Linked DNA regions of Danio rerio: region 2 is linked to region 1. The links are chromatin contacts, called in public Hi-C maps. All regions are on one chromosome and are shown on one strand. Each heading gives the region's core, a stretch centred on a gene start, on an enhancer-like site or on the middle of the called end of the contact. The rest is flanking DNA. Distances are from core to core; before and after follow the strand shown. Region 1 holds the start of heatr3 (HEAT repeat containing 3). Region 2 holds the start of lrp3 (low density lipoprotein receptor-related protein 3).

Region 1 (2,700 bases), core at 120-2,619:
CAACAGTTATTTATCATTTTGAGTGCCTGTCTCAGTTGATAATAACATCATGTTAAGTAAATTAATATGCATTTATTTTAAATGTAATGTTTGATTTGGACTTTGAAATGGGATCAATTTGATGTTTAATTGTGTTATATTAAACAGGTGATCCTGGTTCAATGAACAAAGTATCTTTGACTTGTGTTTAATTTATCCAAGCATTTTGAAATTTGTGGCAAAACGATTGTAAAAAATTGTAAATGTAAATTTCTATTTAATGATTAAAATTTAAATAACTGCTTTGTTATTTTATGTAGTTTCAAATGAATTTATTACTCCAGTCATTATTACTGTTACCATTAATATTAATAATAATAATAAATAATAAAAATGTGTTTTCCAGAGATGGGTTGCAGCTGGAAGGGAATCCGCTGTGTAAAAACATGTGCTGGATAAGTTGGCGGTTCATTTCGCTGTGGCAACCCCTGATCAATAAAGGGACTAAGCCGACAAGAAAATGAATGAATGAATAAAATAGTGATTTCTGAAGGATCATGTCACTGAAAACTGGAGTAATGAAGCTGAAAATTCATCATTGAAATCACTGGAATAAATTATTAAATTAAATGATAAATTACTTTTGAACTGTTATCTTATAGTACAAGGACATTTCACAATTTTTAAAATGTGTACTGTATTTTTGATGAAATAAATTCAGCCTTGGTAAGCAGGAGAAGCTTATTTTAAGATCTTTTAAAATCCCAAAACTTCTATACATATACTATTAACTATTATGCTGGAAAGGTTTTGATTCTATTTTGCTGGTCCCTTGCTATATTCATATGCTGGTCTGAAAATAATTGGGGTAAAATACTCTGAACCATAAATGGATTTATGACTCACAAACTGAGGAAGCACTTTATGGCCTATTCTCCCCTACATTTAGGTAGAGAGTAATATTAACTCATTTCTCTACAGTTAGGGTTTGGATGCTTAAGTTTCAGGTTTGTTCATTATTCAAGTTTTCTGAGAGGGACCGTTCAGACAGATCTGAAGCTCCATGTGGACAAATTCACTCTTGGCTAAATTACAGTTTGAGATTAGACATGGGCTCTCCTGGAGTAGTTTATCTGTATACAGATCAAATCGGTTTGATTTAGATTCATGGTTTCTTCGGTGGGTATTTCAGACAGAGAAACACATGGGTTGATACTGACCGTTTGACATCCAGGATCTCTTCTTGTCGAGTGCAATGATTTCTATGATTTCTCTATGAAACCTGAAGCGTGCTTGCTCCACGGGGTGGCGCTGTCGACTGTCAACGACAGTTTTCGCGCGACAGTTTATTTCACTTTACGGCAGCGACGTACGTCCACATGGTCGCTCGTGTTGTGAGTCTACGCGAGTTTAAAATACAAGATAATTGATATTACACGTCAAGTGTAGTCAAAACAGTTAACAATGGGAAAAACAAAGAATCCTAAATTCAAACGGTCGCAGTTTTCTCCCGACGGTCTTGCAGCAACTGCTGTTAAAAACACTGTTGAAGAAGCAGAAGATGAAGAAGACTCTCCGGCAGCTGAGCTACTGGAAAAAGTAAGCTGACACCACTGTCACAACAGTATTTCTTTTATATTTAATGCTTTATTTTATAAAACAGAATGTCAGAATTACGTGGATTAAACAACATTAGTGTAACTTGTGTCTAAATATGGCTTGTGTGTTGAGCGTGTCTAATAATAGTCGAAAAGACAACATGATATTGTTATAATGAACACTCATAAATGCCTTGAAAAAACTATTAATCGTTCAATATTTTACAGTGCATTTTGAGAATATTCAGATAATTGTTGTTTTGATGTGCTTCATTGGATACTTTAATATGAAACAAAATCTTGACATGTTAATCTGCCCAAAAACTTGCAGAGATGTTGACTGATAATGCTCTGATTCTTGGTAGACCTGGTATTTGTTAAAACTTTACAGCAAGTCAGCATTAGATAACATTAGGTAATTAAACTCTACAGTTTGCGAAAACAACTTGTAAAACACATATTAGATGATGTTAATATAGCAAGTCATTTAAATCAAAACTTGCAACTGTTTTATTTAATAAATTTAATAACGAATTAAGCTCAGCTGTATATTTGTAAACTAACATTTACATAACAAAGTCAATACTGATTTTAGGTCATTTATTAATTGTTGATTTTTACCATATGTCGCATTGGACATACAAGATAAACTCACGCCTTTTTACCTAAAGATGAAGACCCCACTCAATGTTTGTTCTGCACAACTCCCCTTACTGTAAAACACATTTTACTGGACTGTCCTGCTTTTAATGATATCAGAAGCCTTTTTTATGAAATTAACTCTCTTAAGGACATTTTAGCAAAGTGACACCAGAAAAGATTTTGAATTCTTATGTATTCACACTTAAAATCTTATTTAACTTGTGTATTCATTCATTCATTTGTTTGTTGTTCTTAACTGTTTATTTATTATTGAAATGTTCTTCCCATGAAAATAGCCTTAGTTGCTGACAAAAAAATACATTACATTACATTAAATATTGTTAGTAATTTTTTTATTTACCACCACAAACTTTATTGTATATTGAACTCTTTGTAATCCTTTTGCAATTTAATTAGTTTGAAACTTTGAGTTTCTCTAAAACTCTCTGTACAATAAATCAGAGTTGTTGTTTTTTTCTAT
Region 2 (2,700 bases), core at 26-2,525, 360 kb before region 1:
ATGGATGTTTACATTTTGACTACAAGTTGGACGGGGGCAGAATAGTTTTAACAAACTGAACTAACTAACTAAACAAACTGACAAGCTGCCAATCTGTGCTGGAGATCATACTGACAGATCATCACTGAGTCGTGTTTATAACTGTCATGGCAACAAGCCAAGAGCGGATATCCCTGTATGGATGCTGCCGCTGCGCCGCCGCTTAACCTTTCTTTGTCATCTGATAATCTTTAACCTGCCTTTACACACTCTCACCGAGAATGAAATGATATGTCGTATATATTTATGTGGAACAATGGAGATAATAAAAAAGTGAGAGCTTGACTTCTAATGCACCTCGCACTTCATTTTTGTTGTTCAATTGAATTAACGTCAGTGATAATAACATCACACACTATGAAGTCTACTTACCCACACAAACCCAAGCCCACCGCAGGCAAATCCATTTCATGAGGTAAAGCCGAATAGTCCCGATTCTCTCCATCATCGCCGTCATCTCCTGTTGTTCGCGGCTCAGGTCATTTCCTCATAATCCAAACCGATTTTCAACTCGTCTCATGTCGGTTTCAGGTTTTCTCTCGATTCAACTTCTTGCATGAGCTTCAAAAGCGGCGTGTGTGCCTCCGTGTGTCCCGCGGCTCATCGCGCTGTCTGTCTGGAGGGAAAAGCAGAAAGACCTTCAGGCAGGAGAGAGAGACGGGATTGGAGGTTCAGTGGGAACAACAGGACACATCCTTCATCCAGGAATTGACTTTCTTGGTTACTTGCTTATTACGTTTTTGTTTCTTTTCAATACATCCCATCGAGTAGCCTAATGATATCGTCCACTACTTGACAGTATGTGTCAGTTATGTAATAATCTGTGGTTTACTAATCTGGGCACTGCAGATCAGTGAAGTGCTGTCCATCTGCTGGAGCGCATCTCACACAAAATAACACTCGGATCAATTTTCAACACAGCTACATATACAATATACTGCTCATGTAAATGACTGACTGCTCCCCTGAATAGCCAGTATAACACACAAGACTGAGGGCTCTCATTTGATGCGTGTGTATTTGACAGTATCATAAATAGACATTTATATATGAATTTTGCTTGGGTTTGTTTTCATCATTTGTCTGATGGAGACTTACCAGCTGTCGGGACTGTGGAAGTGAAAGCCTGCACTCTTGTGGACGGAGGGTTGCATCGGTGGAAGGAAGCCATGACGTGTGGGCCACATTCCTTTATTTACATGCTAAACAATACCTCCTACCGAGCCTTTTGAAGCAAACAAAAAATTCTGCGTGGTTTCAAAATATACTGCCTAATTTCAACAATGTAAACTACCTACGACTAGACTGTTCTTCACGACATATTTCCGGTTGCATTAGTACTTTTGAATTAATTTTTTACTGCTTAAATCAATCTAATCTTATGTACCTAAACGTGGCTTTGGATCTTCAGGGCATAAAAGGCACCGCTGGGATTCGAACCCAGGATCTCCTGTTTACTAGACAGGCGCTTTAACCAACTAAGCCACGGCGCCGCTGCGTGATTGGTCATCGGTTTTCCTATACGTACGTCATACAACAGTCCGACACACGTTTAGTTACACACTTGAAAGAAATTATTCGTTATTATACTCAGAATCTTCCCATGAATCGAATACATTTATTTTAAACTTTTTAATCTTGTTTAGAACATTTTTTAAACATAAGCAAAAATACATGGTCCCTACTTTTCGACAATTTATGATTGAAGTTGACTCACTGCTCAAATCTTTCCGTAACAAGTCATGTGTAACAACGTGTCAGATTCTTGGTTCTATATGAAGAATTGTTGTCTATTGATTCTGATTTGAGTTAGATAGCTTTTTTAATGCTCTTAATTTATTTCCATACACTTTAATACTTCACTTACCCCTTCCTTTGTTTTGTTGTTCTTTTTCTTTCTGCAGCTAATGTAGTTTGTATTTTTCCCTTTTTGTATCTCTCTTATATTGATCTCCTGATTGTGGTTTTATATTTTCACTCTTTAATTAAAACAATACGCACGCTGTAAACGAGGGCGCTAATGTTTTTAGATAACACCGGACGCTCAAATATAATCGGGCTTTTGTGAAGTTCCCAGATCCTGTAACAATCTCTCCCCTTTAAAAATAAAACTAATATCAATTTTTTACATAATTAGATTTTCCCTAAATACTATTGTACAATACTTATTTATATGCTTTTATATTCACCAAATTTGTGTTCATTTGAATATATTTATTTTAAACATTTATTTTGCACTTTTAACATTTTATCTTTTATTTATATAAACATTGTTTAATCTTATAAATGGCTAATTGTATTAGATAAAATAATGATTTTGAGGTGTATTTATTTTTCATTTATTATTTTATTAATTAATGATTTGATATGAATGCTTGTTCCCCAAACATTTGCATCAACTCCCTAGGACTTCCACCTTAACAAGATCTGAACTACTGTTAGGTTATTTTACAGTTGTGACAACAAAAACACAACATATAAATTTTGTAATCTATATAAACAAGCTGAAAAACATTTTGTAGATGTGTTTTGCATTTATCTACTTGTACAGTGTAAGCAGGTTTGATAGCAGGTTTAAATGGAGTCTAATGTCAGGTGGGACACTTCAAAATCAATTAATTTATTGAGAGAGAATAAACCCCCTCGATTAACTGTTTTAAA

Evidence for each region. Hi-C and Micro-C count contacts between places; a contact is called where the count stands out from the background.
Region 2: a contact with region 1 is called in a Hi-C map of hematopoietic stem cells, with 2.1 times the contacts expected there. The contact joins the promoter of lrp3 here to the promoter of heatr3 in region 1. A contact is called at or near these places in 2 of 18 Hi-C or Micro-C datasets (hematopoietic stem cells and an unstated tissue).

The regions. Positions count from the first base shown.
Region 1 is chr7:38,132,116-38,134,815 of GRCz12tu, reverse strand. heatr3 (HEAT repeat containing 3) reads left to right here and starts at 1,369. Exons shown (of 15, transcript NM_200889.1): 1 at 1,369-1,578. The coding sequence starts at 1,444. It overlaps LOC141375405 (a long non-coding RNA gene), which reads left to right. Exons shown (of 5, transcript XR_012383413.1): 5 at 1-287.
Region 2 is chr7:38,492,247-38,494,946 of GRCz12tu, reverse strand. lrp3 (low density lipoprotein receptor-related protein 3) reads right to left here and starts at 1,275. Exons shown (of 9, transcript NM_001130634.2): 1 at 1,138-1,275; 2 at 412-655. The coding sequence starts at 496. trnat-agu (transfer RNA threonine (anticodon AGU)) reads right to left here and starts at 1,532; the gene lies at 1,459-1,532.